Linked DNA regions of Gossypium hirsutum: region 2 is linked to region 1. Evidence: chromatin contacts called from public Hi-C data. All regions are on one chromosome and are shown on one strand. Each heading gives the region's core, a stretch centred on a gene start, on an enhancer-like site or on the middle of the called end of the contact. The rest is flanking DNA. Distances are from core to core; before and after follow the strand shown.

The links. Hi-C and Micro-C count contacts between places; a contact is called where the count stands out from the background.
Region 2: a contact with region 1 is called in a Hi-C map of leaf, with 4 times the contacts expected there. The contact joins the promoter of LOC107960332 here to the promoter of LOC107959973 in region 1. A contact is called at or near these places in 4 of 34 Hi-C or Micro-C datasets (cotyledon, leaf and seedling).

What each region holds. Positions count from the first base shown.
Region 1 is chrA05:74,813,466-74,817,070 of Gossypium_hirsutum_v2.1, reverse strand. It overlaps LOC107959973 (protein PLASTID REDOX INSENSITIVE 2, chloroplastic), which reads right to left and starts at 1,830. Exons shown (of 4, transcript XM_016896163.2): 1 at 1,336-1,830; 2 at 1,137-1,235. The coding sequence starts at 1,578.
Region 2 is chrA05:75,353,033-75,356,613 of Gossypium_hirsutum_v2.1, reverse strand. LOC107960332 reads left to right here and starts at 1,620. Exons shown (of 7, transcript XM_016896662.2): 1 at 1,620-2,021; 2 at 2,130-2,210; 3 at 2,327-2,503. The coding sequence starts at 1,934.

The DNA.
Region 1 (3,605 bases), core at 581-3,080:
GATCACCAATCACCATTGATCACATCGTGTACAATGGAACGGTATAAACCCATTTGGATGTGATGACAAGGAAGCCAGATGAAATCAGCTACTGTGAATGATAATATTGATGGTTGTGTTTTTCACAGTAAAGAGCATTGCATACTAATAATACCCAGTTCACAAAATAATGTCACTTCTAGGACCATATGTTGCATCGGCTTTATCATCAACAGAATAATAACATCTTTCAAGCATGATGAAGCCTCTCAGGTTATCAAGCGTGGTAAAGCCACTTGTGCTCTACTGATATCCTCTAACATATTACTCTGAAGATTTACTTTAACATTAATGTGTCATATTTGTTTGATGTAAAATGTAAGATATACTAAGGAATGAGATTATCATCATCGATACAAAAGACCATGTAGGCCTATCTCATTCCAAGATCCTAAGATCATCTTAGGGTTTGTTGAAGTCTTCTAAGAATGAATTTTGACACCTGAAACCATCTTATTATGTATTAATACTAAGCCACCATACTTGATACTCCGTCCATGAATCGTGGGTATTGACTCTTGAGAATGAAACAAGGCTCCAATAAAATAAAAAATTCTGTTCAGTGGTACATTCTTTCAAGTAAGTCATCGAAGTATGGAGGATGATAACAGCATGGGCGATTTTGGAACTAGGAACGCAAAGCTACACGAGGGCCGTCAATCCAATCTAACTACCAGCAGTTTTATCAGAAAATACAAAGAGGGATACCATAATACCAATCAGAATGCATCAGGGAGCAGAATAGCAATAACATGGGCTGGAAGCCGCCAAGTGAGGGAAGAGTCAAAACTAAATTTGATGGAGCCGTTCAAACAAACAGTCGAACAGGTGGTGTTGAGTATAATTGTTCGAGACTATCAATGTCAAGTTTTGGCAGGTTCGGTGAAGAATATGCAACATGTAACAAAAACAGCGAAGGTGGAAGCAACGGCTGGCTACAGGGCTTTCGTGTACGCAAAAGAGTCGGGCTTATAAAGGATAGAGCTGGAAGGTGATGCTTTAACTCTCATTGAATTCAACAAAAACCATTCATAATATATTAACAATTAATCGAAATTAGCCGTTGCTAGAAAAGAAAAAAGAAAAAGGGAAAGTACCTCAACGCAAACGACAATGACAGAATCAAGGTCATCACCAAATTTGTCTTTGTCTTTGGGTAACTTGTTGAAAAGCTCAGCTTTAAACTTCTGGGTCTCCTATTATACCAAATACCCACAAAAATAATCAAAAGAAAATCTATCATTGGAGCTTAAAACCATAATACGTTTTTCTAAACATACAAGTGTATAAACTTACGGCTTCAGCAAACTTAGGGATAGGGTCATGGTAAACGTATTTTTGGGAATGCGAGGATCTGAGAACGCTAAGGAACGGTTTTACGGAGATGGGTTTTGAAGAGAGGGTTGGAAAAGAGAGAGGAGGAGAAGGCGGGTTTAGTATAAGGCCGGCGTTTCGCAGGATAAGAATGGTGGAGGTTGGAATTTTGGCGGGAGTTAAGGATGGGGGAATAGAGACCAACGAACACGAAGAAGACGCCATTTTCGGGTGATAGATTGTAATGGATGGAGTTGAACTTTTAATTTTGGATTTTTTTGGGCCTGTGACTGATTGTTAATTTGGGTGCTAGGGTTGGTATCGGGCCTCTTAGTTCAATTTTCTTTTTCTAGATGTATTACAAGTGTAGTCCTTGATTATTTCATATTATGTATTTTAAATCAATATTGGTTTTTTTCATGGTTAAATTTTAGTATTAGTATCTGTATTATGCATAAGTTGTGGATTTAGCCCTTATATTTTAATTTAGTCTTTATATTTTAATTTAGTCATTTTCGATCCCTCTACTTTTAGAATTTTAAAATTTTAGTCTTAACCAAATGGTGACTATTAAATTCATTAAGTTATACTATTTTCAAAATTTGATGCCTCAAATATATTATCATATGTGTAATGTCATATCAACTTACTATTTCCATATTACTCAGAAAAAACCAATTAATAAATTATAATTGTCATTTGTATTAAGACTGAAATTTTGAAATTCGAAAAACATATCAACTAAGATTGATTCAACTAAAAAGAATACAAACTAAATCTATAACTTTACGCATAATATAATACTAATAGTAAAATTTAACTAAACAAACTTAACTGCTATAGTTTGGTTAAGACTAAGATTAACCAATTCAAAAAAAAATCAAATTAAAATACAAATACTAAATCCACGTTACAAAATACAAATTCTAATTTCAAAATTTGACCGTCAAATATTCACGATTAATAGCTTCCCAATTTAAAGGTAAACTTCCTTATTAATGAATTATTGAATGTTAAGTATAACTCTTATTTCAGTCAAATTTGAAAAATATTCTTTTAGTTAAACTTTGTTTATTTGTTTTAATCAAACACTGATTAGTTTAGATTATTTTATTATTATTTGACCTATGAATTTAGCCTATAAATAGGCTCTTTTACAATATTAGAAAATACACCCATTAGATATTAGAACTCATAACACATTTAGAGAATTTTGTGCTTACGTTTGGAGGGTTCTTTGTTTTCAGGTTTTCAGGGTTTAGTTTTTATTTCCATCTTTTATACTCTTCGTTCTTTTGCCATTATAATAAAATTATCTTTGCCCGTGGTTTTTTATCCTCTTTGGAGGGGTTTTTCTACGTTAAATTTGTATGTTCAATTTATCAATTTATTCAGCTATTTTTTTTACTTGTTGCTTAATCGGGTCGATCCTAACAAGTGGTATCAGAGCTAGTTCAATTTTCATAGATCAGCCTGTTCAGAGATGGCAGCAACAAGGTTTGAAATTGAGAAGTTTGATGGTGAGACAAATTTCAATTTATGGCAAGTTCAGATGATGGCAATTCTAGTTCAAACCGACTTGAAAAAGGTTGTTACTGGAAAAAAAAGCCTGAGAATTTAAATCAAACTGAATGGGAAGAGCTTGATGAAAAGGCCTTTCTGCAATCTAGTTGTGCCTTGTGAATACGGTATTGTAGGAGGTATTGGTGGAGAAGACCTCATCCACCTTGTGGAAAAGGTTAGAAACTCTTTATGTGACTAAGTCTCTAGCTAACCAATTAGTGTTGAAACAACGTTTATTTACGTTTCGCATGAACGAATGTGAACTTCTTAGAGATCACATTAGTTAATTCATTACTTTTTAAAATGATTTAAAGAATATTGAGGTTTATATTGACGATGAAGATTAGGCTATGCTATTATTGTGCTCTTTACCCCCTTCATATAAGTCTTTCAAGGAGACCTTGATTTATGGTAGAGACAAACTCTCGTTCGAAGATGTGAAGGGTCATTTGTTGAATAGAGACAAACTCGACAATTAGTTTGGTTTGGATAGCAAGACAGACAAGCAAGCTTCCGTCTTGGTAGCATCAAAGAAATAAGACAAAAGGTGTCGCTATTGTAAATAGGTCATATTAAAGTAGATTGTTATAAACTGCGAAATAAAAGAGTTGCTGAGAGTAACGAGGAAGATGTAGCTGGTGCTAAGTTGGCCGATGAAAGTGGTGATGATTTCTTATTAGTATCAACGA
Region 2 (3,581 bases), core at 371-2,870, 540 kb before region 1:
ATATTTTAGCACATTAAATATGTATTGCAATTTAAAAATAATAAAGTAGATTATATATTTTTTATAGTAGTATATATTTTGATTTTTTAAATTCATATAATAATAATTATATTAAGAATGTTATTAAATTATATTTAATAATAATTATGTTAAAATATAGTTAAATTATTTATTATTTTTATTAAATTATTTTCAATAATAATCATATTAAAATTTAATAACAATAATAATAATCATCTACCTAACAAAAATTCTGCTAAGGGTATTCTGATCATTTTAGTTTTTTTCCTTATGCTATTACAACATCATTCCATTGAATCAAACACAATAATACTAGTACAGTTTTATTCCATTTCATTCAACCAAACAGTTGAACTACTGATTACAGCTCTATTTCATTACAACTCTATTCAATTACAGCCTTATTCCATTATAGTGAACCAAACGTATCCTAAAGTTTTATCAGGCGGGTTGTTACATAATCATCCAAATTTGAGCTTAATGTCTAGGCTGAGTTGGAGAGGTTGCAAACTGCAAGTAGTCTACAAAAGTTGACACAAAATTGCATTTGATCAAGATCTAAATAGAGATCAAAACTTTCACATGCTTAAAATATAAAAATTAAACAAATTAATCATAATTAATTAAGAATTAAAATAATAATAATCTAAATATGAAACATAAAATAAAAACTCCATTCAAAATTTTGCATCTTGCGTCTAAAGCTTCAAATGAAAAATCATAGAGGATAAGTGTAATCTTCAACACATAAGATTTTTTATTTATGAGCAAGATCATGCTGACAACGTATTATAAAACTAAAAAGAAGAATGTAAAGATTAAGAGAGAAAGAAAAAATAAAGAAATGAAAGAATGATTCAATTTTCACTTAAGATACAATAAGCTTGTATATGCCCTATATTTATAGGGCTTCAAGTACCATAAATTAAAAAGCAGTAAGGACCAACATTAAGAGCTAACATTAAAATACCCTATAAATGATTTAAGGGTTATAAGATAATGAATTTAGGGGTCATAGACATTTATTCTTTAAGGGTTACGATAGAATATATTTAAGGGAATTATGGATATCTATTTATCAATAGATTTACAACAAAAGCGTATTTTAATAAAAAAAGTAAAAATATATTCCTTAAAAAAGAGTAAAAACATATAATATATTAAAAATTAATATTTGATATAATAAAAGTATATACTTTTATGTATTAAATTTTCTTTATTTTTTTGAATTAATGTATTTTTCATTTTCATCTTACCATTTACAATGATTAATCCTTTTGAGATTAATATCTTTTTAAAAGTTGAAAGTTTTCTCATTAGGTTAAAGTACATTATTAATAAATTTATTTCCTTTAAATGATAAATCATGATATAATATAAAATTATATACTATCAAATATTTTTTTAAAGGTATATACTATCAAATATTAACATATATATTAAATATAATTATAAATCATGAAAATACATTAATCCCGTACTAATACACGAAGATCCAGGTATAACCACATCACGTTGATTTTCTCTCTCTTTCATTGTCACAGCGAGTTCCCTTTACCTCTTTTGCTTTATTATTATTATTATTATTTTCTTGTTGCTTTTCCTCCCTTTTTCTTGTCTCTTTCCCTTTCCTCTTCTTCTACTCACCACTCTACTCTTCACGGTGTCTCAAAAGAAACCAAGAAAAAGAACCATCTTTTCCTATTGTTATTAAAAAAACTAGGAAAAAAATTTGAAAAGCACACTGTTTTACTCTAGCTCAAAGTGTTCATTCACTTTCCTGCAAAAGACCCAGATTCTGAATAGGGTTTTGCATTTCTTCTCAATGTGTAAAGCTTGAATATCCTTACATATCTAAGAGCTCTTTGTTGGGTTTTCTTTTTTTTTTTTTTTTGCTTGAGTGAAAGTGGCAATGGGTAAAAATGTGTTGGTCTTGGGTATTGCTCTTTTGCTTCTTCTTGGAGGTGTCACTTCAGCTCCTACTACTTCTTCACCTGCAAGTAAGTTTCCTAACAAATGAAAAAGCTCGCATTGATTTTGATCTGCTTCTAGATTTAAGATAAATCCTTGCTTTAATGGAAAATGAATTTGATTCTTTGTTCCCGCAGAGATCGTAAGTGGGGTTTTCTCTAATGCCGTGTCTGCTTCTATGAAATGGTTATGGTCACTCAAAGCTACCACTAAAACAGGTTAAGATCTCCGACTATTAGAATTTAGAATTAAAACCCACATTTCCTCTTTTTTTTTTTGGCTTTGAGATTAGCGTCTGATGTGGTAATCTCCATGGTATTTTATGTATGTATAGCAATTACTGGCCGTCCAATGATGAAGTTTGAGGGTGGATACACTGTGGAGACTGTGTTTGATGGAAGTAAGCTTGGGGTTGAACCTCACACTGTTGAGATTTTGCCCAGTGGAGAGCTGCTAATTTTGGACTCTGCTAATAGCAACCTTTATCGGATGTCTAGTTCTTTATCTCTGTGTAAGTGGGGGTTTCTTCTTTCTCGTAGTATTATTCAAATGGTTGGCTTTGTTAATTTTTGTTGCATTTGCATTAGTAATTCAAATTGTTTGCCTTGTTTGGGTAATGCTTTGTTCTTTTAGTGTGATCTTTTCTTACTGAATGTTTCAAGGCTTGTTACTAATAGAAAAAGTTGAGGTATTTGCATCTGTTGGCAGTGAGTCCTGTTGCTGAACCTGCCTCATAAAGGACAGTGCACGTTTAGCTGAGTTGGCATACATTCTCCATTGTCCAAGTGCTGAGTGCAATTTTTTATTTTGATGGTCTTGTTAGAGTTAGAGCAAGTTGTTTCATCTGTCAAGCATTTTAATGTATTTCAAATGCATTTCCATTTCATATATTTGAAAGATGCGGGTTATAGAAATATTTGTAAGTTAGAACTTAGATGAATGGTGCAGATGTTCTACCAATATTTTATAAAATATTGTTACATTTTTCTTCAAATAAATTGGAAACAAATAGATCTTTCACTAAGAGCATTTACATCATTTTGAGGATTATAACATTTTCAACTTGGTAACTTGGGAATGCTGTAAACTGTGAATATTTTGTATATATCATAGACGTTTGGCGAGTTCAATGGAATGTAAACTTATCGTGCTTCTACTCAGTTTTTATTCTTCTTAGGTTATTTTGATGTCTTAACCAGTCATTGCAAATTTTTTAGATAAAGATTCTGTCGTTACTCTTTTCTCTCTGCACTGCATGCGTATTACCCTATTACGATGTTACCAGGAACTCAGATCAGTCTGGACAAGGAATGATAATTAGAACTTAAATCACTACTAATATGAAACCTAATTTAGGGGTAATAGGAATAAAATACAATTTATTAGAACATTGAATGTATTTCTGGAACTTAGATATATAGTTTTTGTGTTTATATAATTAAATAAGTCTAAATAGATGAATAAATTCTGAAGTTTGTGAATTGTTTGTATAACTCAAATTTATGATGAAACTACATGCTGTGGGATCATTATTCTTACTGAATTGGATCCCTAGTGTTCCTTTATTGGGATCATGCATACCAATACAA